Regions from separate parts of the Sus scrofa genome. Here all the other regions are linked to region 2. The links are chromatin contacts, called in public Hi-C maps. All regions are on one chromosome and are shown on one strand. The core of a region is the stretch at or near the end of the contact, and the rest is flanking DNA. Distances in the headings are between cores, read along the strand shown. Region 1 overlaps INSR (insulin receptor). Region 2 holds the start of INSR (insulin receptor). Region 3 overlaps INSR (insulin receptor).

Region 1 (2,852 bases), core at 323-2,822, 110 kb after region 2:
GGCCGTGCTTGCGGAGGTACCTCTGATCTACAGAGAGGCTTTGCAGTAAATATGACTCCAGGTTTTTCATGCATCTTTACTTTTCCTGCAAGCAGACACTTAGGTAAAAGGCAAGTTTCTGTGGGTTACGGGTTATTTCACCTCTCTTGGTGAAAACTTCAATTTATTCATCTGAAGAGTGGAGATAAAAGTGGTTCCTCATTTTTTAGGATAATGAGATTACCGTCTCTGGGGTGGGACGGTCCTGTACCTTGTAGGATGTTGAGCAGCATCCCTGGCCTCCAGCCACTAGATGGCGATTAAGCACTGCCTAAATCTTACGGGTTCATGAATTTTTCCAGTAACCCACTGAAGCAGTTACTATCTCCTTCGCTGCCAACCCCCCCTTAGCCTGTGTTTTTTGCTGACTCTGCCCAGGTTTTTGAAGCAAACATGTGCTGTGGACTTTCAGCTGCCCCCCGCCCCAGACATCACCAGGTGGCTACCCAGAAATGTCCAATACAATTGGCTGTTTGCAAAGTGGATCACCCCCCCCCCCAAAAAAAAGTTTACATTGGGATAAAATAAGATTCTAAAACGAGTCTCGTCAAAGGCCTGGCTTAGCTCCTGGTAGATGTTTCCCCAGAATTATCAATATATAACATTTCTTCTTTTGTCGCTTGCATTCTTATCCCTGACCCTGAGTCCAGAAGAACACTAAATGGCCCAGCGCAGGCACTGAGCCAGTTACTGTTTTACCTGTTAAAACACTGCCAGACTTAAGAAAGGAGCTGAGTCAGCTGTGAGGTTTAAAGGTGGTCAACTGTGACATCTCACAGGAACCTCAGGTGCCCATGTCTCTGGGTGGGGGGTGTTTTCTCTGATCATCCCCCTACTCCCACTGCTGCCACCACACACACACCCGCTTGCTGTGTTCACCGCACCTGCTGGAGAGGATGTGGTTCAAGTGACGGGGAGAAAGTGGTCCATGGCCAAGGGCAAGGCGCCCTTGGGCTGCTGGCATAGAATGTGGCTACCAGAGTGTCAGAAGCAAGAGGTCTCTCCAAGTTCTGTCTGTCCTCAAAGCGGCTGGTTTTGTTTTTACAGAAAATCCTCTTCAGGCCCTGCTGCCGAGGACGCTAGGTATGACTCACCTGTGGGACGACCGAGTGGCCCCTGGTGGCCACACAGCACGGTGGCCCGTGGGCCAGCAAGCATGTTGTGCTCCCTTGAGACCTCAGGGGCTTCTGTGGTTTGATGCATGCATGGTGCTGGTCTGCGGAGATGGGATGCTTCACAAATCCACACGTTAAATGCCTTTACCCTGAAACGGGGTCTGGGCATGAACGTGGGGGGAAAACATCTTAACTAACACACTCTTACTAAAACATAGAACCAAGGGAATACTTTCTAGGCACCTCCTAGATGCCACCCATTTTCTTCCATGCATTTCACTCACGACATTTATTTATCGATGCCCACCGTGTGTGCAGAACTGTACCTGGCACCCAGCGTGGACACCACGCCCTGCAGGTGGTAGGGAAGGCTGATCTGGGAGCTGACCCTTTTTATTTGGGGCGACAAGTTCAGGACGACAGCTGTGAGAACAGGTGTGCCGAAACCCTGAATTATACTGACAGCAGTCACGGAGGCTCCCCTTTCACCTGTGTCTTAAAGGCCTGTCCAGGCGAGAGAGCTTGGGAACAGGCAAGAGGGCAGAAAGAATCCTGGAGTCTGGGGAGGAACCGAAGAGGAGACTGGAAAGGCGGGGTGGGGGGGAACCATGCGGAGGGATTTTATTCTTTCAGCGGAGGGTTTATTTATTTCAGGCCGTGTGCGGCCCGGATCTGCCCTCTACTGGCCGCGTGGAGTATAATCTGTAGTAAAGAAAGGTCTAGAAATTTGATCCAGGCAAGGGTTTCTCAGCCTCGGACCTTTTGCCATTTGGGGGCCATATCCTTCTCAGTTGTGGGGATTGGCCTGCATATTGTAGAATGTTGAGCGACACCTCTGGGTCTCTGACTCCTTGGAAGCCAGTAGCACACCGTCCCAACCAAAATTCCTTCCAGACAGGCCAGATGTGCCCTCAGTGGTAGGGTCGAGGGCAGAATCACTCCTGGTTGGAGAACCACTGGTCTAGTGGGATTATGAGATAATAAAATGCTGAATGCGTGGGAGAGATTAGTTGATGCTTTGTCGTGGGGGGTCTTTTATGACCAAGGAGTGGTCTTTGGGGGTAAAATCCTCCAGGTGTATGTATATTTGGTCTATTTGAGACCATTTATGTTTCCCTTTGTTGAGATCAGTTTCTCAGTAGTTACTCATGAGGCACAAGTGTCTCCATCGTTTTTGGAAGGCCTGTTTGTATGTGTATAGACACGTGCTGAATCTTGCTAATTCAAGGGGTGTAGCTTTGGTTTAATAGGTTTGGTTCCCATTCAAAAATGTCATTGGTCTTTTCAGACAAAAAGACCACAAAGAAAATCTTAGGACCCCCTAAATAGGATTTGATTTCTGACTACAGGGCAATAAAAACTAAAGATAAAGTCGGAAGTTTGAACAAAAGACTCTACTGCCTGGTGATTAAAAGCGAGCCACTTACATTATCTATTGGGTGAAAGTTGAAATGAAAACTGGTTAAAATCTACTTGGAATATAACAGAAATGTGAATATCACGTACCCTCACTTGTAGAATATGGCCAAAGCTGAACTTCATTGCAAATTATTAGACTTAAATGGTTTCGTAACCATTTAAGAAAAAAAAAAAAAAACTTAGAATGTAAAATATAATATTTTGGGGAGGGAGGGAAAAGTCAATATAGCTAAATTTTTGGTAAATATAATCAAAGGGAAATACCCACAAGTAACTAGA
Region 2 (2,700 bases), core at 6-2,505:
AAGGGAGGAGGTATGGGGGGGCAGCATTTGCAAAGCATGGTCAAGGAAGGTTCACGGGAAAAAAAAAAAAAGAGGAAGGTTCATGGGAGCTGAGAGGTGGAGCCAGACCTTGGAGGTTCAAGCAGGGGGACCAGCCAGGGTAAAGGCCTGGAGGCAGGAGTAGGTGTGGGTTAGAAGGACAGTGCAAACTTCTATTTGTTTAATAGAGAAAGAATGAACACGCTCAACCAAGAGTGATGCTGGTGGCTTTCTCGTGCTTCCCCCCGCCCCAGCAACTCCCCACATCTGCCACGCAGGTATTATTACAGGCATCTTCCTGGTGAGGCCAATCCAGAGAGCAGTTACTCATTGGAGACCACACTGGAAGTGAAGGCAGAGGGAGCCTGATTCCCACTCCATTAGGAACGTCCCCTCTCCCCTCTCCAGCAAGGTGCTTTGATCACTATCATACCGAATTCGTGAATGACTTTTGCCAGACATTCAAAACACACGTGGACTCTAGGTCTGTGTACTGAAAATTGGGTGTGTCTACCTGTGCTTTAGCCAAGATCTCCAGCGCCTGCTTTGTATTTTGTCGAGGTTCTGGACATCGCCTCAAGGGTCAGTTCTCCAACTTGAATCACAGGCCGAGCCGGAGAGTGCCTGCCCACTGAGTACTTTGAGCTCCTGGGGCGAGCTTGCACGTGGCTGTCCCCAGGGGCCTGGTGTGGGGCAGGGGCGAGCTCCCCGTAGGACAGCTGGGGCGCCCGCGCGCGCTCTGGGACCAGCTTCCCCGAGCAGGACGGGAACGAGGGCGAGGCGAGCGTAACATTTAAAGGAGTACCCAAAAACCGTGGAGCCAAGATAAATAATATTTTAATGCATTTTTTTTAAACATCAAAACGAATCCTCCAAAGTCTACGGTGAACAAAATAGCAAAACGTTACTCGCGGGATAGGGCATCTGCAGCGCCCCCAGGCTCTGAGACGAGAGTCGCGGGGCTGTACGGGGCGCTCCGGCTGGGCAGGGACCTGGGGCGCCCCCTCGGCTAGGGCGCGCCGGGGGCCTCCAGCGCGGGGCCCTCCTGCGCGGGGCCCAGGATAGGGAGGCTGGCTGGCGGGCGGGCGGGCGGGGTGGTGCCTCCGCCCCCCGGCCCGTCCTCCCTCCACCCCTCTCGGGCCTCTCCCCGGCGCCGAGTCCCTTCCGAGTCCGGATCCGCGCCGTCTTTTGCGGCGGCCCGCACGGGGCCCAGCTGACGGGCCGCGTTGTTTACGGGCCGAGCAGCCCTCGCTCCCGCCGCCCGCCCGCCACCCGCCAGCCCAGGTGCCCGCCCGCCTGTCCGCACGTCCGTTTGTCTGCGCGTCCGTTTGTTGGCGCGTCCGAAGACCTCAGCCCCCGAGCGCTCGGGGCCGAGAGCCGGGAGGCAGGGGCGCAGCGCGGGGCTCCGAGCCCTGAGATCGCGGGACGGGGCCCGGCCGCGGTGGCCCGGAGTCGGGGCCGCCTCCACCGGGCCGCGCCACCGGATTTGTAGCGGCAGAGGCCGCGCTCCCCTCCTGGGGCTGTTTCGAGGGCCCTCCCGGGGCTGTTTGAGGGCCCTCCCGGGCGGAGTCTGTGGCCAGTGGTCCGCCGGCGTAGAAGAGAAGGACGTGCGGCCCCAAGTGCCTCTCGGGCGGCCGCTTTGGAGCATGCACCCCGCGGGCCAGCGCCGCGCGCTCTGATCCTCCCGGACCCCGCGCTCCCACAGCTATGGGCGCTGGGGGCAGGCGGGGGGCGGCGGCCCTGCCGCTGCTGGTGGCCGTTGCCGCGCTGCTGGTGAGCGCCGCGGGCCACCTGTACCCTGGAGAGGGTGAGTCTGGGGGTCTGGGAGTGGGCGGGAAGCAGCGCGTTGGGGAGGGGACCCTTTGCCAAAATGGAACCCCCGCTGTGGCCTGAGAACCCTCCTCTGTGGGAGGGCTGGTAGCCGGGACAGTCGCTCCAGCTCCGCGGCGGGGAGGGGGGGCTCGGGAAGCCGCTGACCTTGGCCTTTGCCCGCCCGGGCTCGCAGCTCCACGCCCCGCGTGCGGGCACCGGGCTGGAGGAACCTTGCCCCAGTGCCTGCCTCTCCGCGGGCCCCTCTGCGGAGCGCTCCTCGAACCCGTGCCTGGACCTCCAGGAGCCCAACTGGCTCCGGAGACGGCCACGCGTCCTCTCTGGGTCGCCTCCCAGAAGTGGAGGGTCACTGGATAGCCTCAGGCAGCCAAATGCCCGGGACGCACACGGTTTGGAGCCAGAGTGGAGAGTGACCGACTTGGGGTGGGGGGGCCCCTTGGGGGTCCCAGCTGGTAGGTGATGCGACCCAGGGCCGGTAATTGTAGCATCTACCCCTTTCTTCCTGGTGTCTGTAGACTCAGGGCTACTCCTGACTTCAGGTCCGTGTTTCCACTTTTGGGTTCTGTTTCCAGATGTCGGGAGGCAAACTCTAGCGCCTTGGCAACAGCACAGTTGCAGTGGCAGAATGGTGTTGCTTTTATGATTCTTCTGGTTAGTGTCACCAGATGCCTCTGGCTGGTGGGTATTACCTCCCTGGACCCCTGAAGCGAGCCCCTCGAGGCTGATACTGTTGTTAGTCCATTTCACAGAGGAATAAACTGAGGCTCAGGGAGGATACTAACTCCCTGGCCCCAAAGTCAGTGCCAGAGGGAGGACTTGAACCTCTCCAGTGACTCTGGCCCAAGGCTCTGT
Region 3 (2,700 bases), core at 129-2,628, 74 kb after region 2:
CTCACAGCAACACCGGATCCTTAGCCCACTGGGCGAGGCCAGGGATCAAACCTGCATCTTCATGGATTCTAGTCGGGTTCGCCAGTCTGTGGTTCTTTTTGTGAGTCCTGTGCACCTGCCCAAAGTGGAAACTTGGGAGTCATCCACGTGATAAGTCTTGATGACCTCACCTCCCTAACGGCTTCAGAAGCCAAGCCTCTTCCTCTCTGTTCCCTCTGCCATTGCCTTCTTCAGCCATCCACCAGAGAGTCAGAAAAGTGGCCCCAAATGTGGATCTGGTGGTGTCTTTTCTGGTTGAAGCCCTCCTGTGGCTCCTCCTGTGATGGCAGAGTCCAAGCCCCTAGGGTTCCCAAACGGTCCTGTCTGGCCTGATGTCCCACACCTTTTCCTCTGTACTTTGCCCTGTTTATAGTTAAAGGCAGCCCTGATGATTCACCCATTCTCACGTACTGACCCTCTCCAGCTGGGATAAAGGCAGTCACCTGATTCTCTCTCCAGCTGGGATAAAGGCAGTCACCTGATTCCCCTCACCATTTTTTTTTTCTTTCCTATGAGCTTTATTGTGCACCTACTGTGTGTTCATGGCACTGGGACACAGCCATATGACAGATGTAGTAAGAAGCCTCCCTTTCACAGGGCTTGTCCATCTCTCTTGTGCCTATGGGGAGAGTAGAGCTGGGATCTCTAGACGTTTTTGGCATCTCAGTGCCAGGAAGGGGCCAAATCCAAGTGGGCCAGGATGGGAAACACTATGAATTAAACCCACAGTGTAAGCCCAGCCTCTCTGGGAGACCTGGGTTCCAGTTTCTGCTGGCATTAGCAAAGCAATCCTTTTGTGCTTCAGTGTCTCCATCTGTAATGGAGATGGTTGTTTGAGTAATAGGGTTATTAATAAGAGCTTTATTAACCGATGTGGGTTGAATGTTGTATTCTGCAAACGGAATATACATTTTAAAGTGTATTTCTGCGGGGGAGAGGGAGGCGTTAGAGAATGTCCATTCGTATGCCTCGGTCTTGGAACTGGCAGTTTAGGTGGACTTTTTCAAATACAGGAGGAACGTTGGCTGCAGGGCACCCCGAAATGAAACCCTGTAAGTTTTCGTAAGAATGTAATTTATGAGTATGGTTCTTGGTATTCTGGGCGAGTGGTGGGTGGAACATTGAGGGTTGGGTCCAAGAGAACACGGTCTCCGGGTGCGGACTCTTCTCTTGCCACACCCCCTTCGCCCCCAATTTGGGAGATTTTGCTGTATGACCTTGGCGGGCAGCTGCCCCTCTCTGGGCTCCTCCCGAATGAGGCCTGGAGCCACGGTGCCCCTCGGCCGTCCCGGGCGCTGCCTGCCACGCGGTGACCTGATCTGGGCACACGCCCAGCTCCGCGCACGGCCCAAGCCGCCCGGTGTTTGCTGAGGAAGCCCGCACACTCGCTTTCTCCTTTACTTTAACTTCCAAAGCTCCATTCTTTGCGGGCCCGCCCTGCAAGGTCTGCACCCTCGAGAGGCCCTCCCGGGGCTCGGGGAGCGGACCGACCAGCGACGGTCAGGGATCCAGCGCCAGTCGGGCGAGCTGAGCCCCGCGCGCCCGGGGGCGGGGCCAGCGCCCCGGCAGCACGCCCGCCCATTGGCCGAGCGCGAGGGCGGCGCTGCGGCTGCCGCCACTGCCGGGCATGGATTTCACGGAGCGGAGCGCGCCACGGGCTTTGTGCTTCGCGGGCGCTGGTGGCTCGCGGGGGCGGGGCTTAGCCCGCCCTGGATCCACCTTTCTTGAACACGCACATAGATGCCTGAAACTGACCAATCCTGAGGCTGTTTTAGTGGGGGGCAGGGCCCTCTTCCCCGCCCCCTGGGGGGCTCCACCTCTATTCTGGCTGGCCTGAGCCGTATTTCCCCGAAGAGCTCCGCAACTCCAAACGCATCTGGGAAGAGAATCTGAACGCGCGCGGGGGCAGCATTATTGGGGAAGGAAAGGGGGAGCTTCCTTGCTTCAAAGATGTGAACTCCTGTGGTCGCCACTTCTTGGGGGGACCGCACTCTCAAAAGGGCGTCTGTGTACCACCTGTCAAAAGTTCACCCAGCCCCCCACCCCACCATTCAATCAACCATATTCCAAAGGGAGGAATTTCCCGACAATTTGCTGCCCGCGCCCCGGGGGCTCCGGGGACTCGAACCTACGTTGTCAGGGTTTGGGGCGGGTGCGGCCCAGAAAGTCTTTGGATGGAAACAGAGTAAATAATTTTAAGGAGTTTATAAAATTCACACTTTCAGGGAGAGCCACGGGGCCCTGTGGTGAATGTGTCTGCAGCCTCATGACGCAACTGTTCCCTTTGGAAATTTCTGGAAAGCAGTACTTTTTGGAATAATAAATCTTGAGGTTTTTTTTTTTTTTTTTTTAGCTACAGGCTTTGGAAAGGAATGTAGCAAAATGTTATTAACATATGTCGTGCTATGGAAACATTTAATAGGGGGTTTTGAAAAAAAGTTTTTTTACCATGTAGCTTTTTTACCATGTAGCTTCTTTTTACCATGTAGCTTTTTAATTGAGAAAGACCAAATTGATTTGAACTTTAAAAGGCAAAGAATCAAAAAGTGGCTGTATTTTGTAAGCATGTTATTTACCGGGCTGCACTGCCTTTGTTTCTATTTCAGCTAGTACTCTTACCTGTATATAAATTGGTAACTTAATTTTGATGTCTTTTGCAAG

The links. Hi-C and Micro-C count contacts between places; a contact is called where the count stands out from the background.
Region 1: a Hi-C map of skeletal muscle shows a contact between it and region 2, with 2.3 times the contacts expected there. The contact joins the enhancer-like site here to the promoter of INSR in region 2. A contact is called at or near these places in 1 of 5 promoter capture datasets (fetal skeletal muscle), 5 of 47 Hi-C or Micro-C datasets (epiblast stem cells, fetal heart ventricle, heart right ventricle and 1 more) and 1 of 2 datasets of contacts at active chromatin or transcription factors (skeletal muscle).
Region 3: a Hi-C map of skeletal muscle shows a contact between it and region 2, with 7 times the contacts expected there. The contact joins the enhancer-like site here to the promoter of INSR in region 2. A contact is called at or near these places in 3 of 5 promoter capture datasets (fetal liver, fetal skeletal muscle and liver), 31 of 47 Hi-C or Micro-C datasets (adipose tissue, alveolar macrophages, blood and 16 more) and 2 of 2 datasets of contacts at active chromatin or transcription factors (alveolar macrophages and skeletal muscle).

Annotation. Positions count from the first base shown.
Region 1 is chr2:71,903,734-71,906,585 of Sscrofa11.1, forward strand. The region is part of intron 10 of INSR (insulin receptor); the gene reads left to right. Among named protein-coding and RNA genes, the nearest start is that of INSR, 110 kb to the left of the region's middle. Within about 2 kb of position 1,573, at least 14 of the 83 cell types and tissues checked have an H3K27ac peak or open chromatin away from gene starts, as enhancers often do. A contact at or near this core is called in skeletal muscle, where this site is marked.
Region 2 is chr2:71,795,954-71,798,653 of Sscrofa11.1, forward strand. It overlaps INSR (insulin receptor), which reads left to right and starts at 1,256. Exons shown (of 21, transcript XM_021083942.1): 1 at 1,256-1,825. The coding sequence starts at 1,726.
Region 3 is chr2:71,870,228-71,872,927 of Sscrofa11.1, forward strand. The region is part of intron 2 of INSR (insulin receptor); the gene reads left to right. Among named protein-coding and RNA genes, the nearest start is that of INSR, 74 kb to the left of the region's middle. Within about 2 kb of position 1,379, at least 48 of the 83 cell types and tissues checked have an H3K27ac peak or open chromatin away from gene starts, as enhancers often do. A contact at or near this core is called in adipose tissue, alveolar macrophages, fetal liver and 5 more, where this site is marked.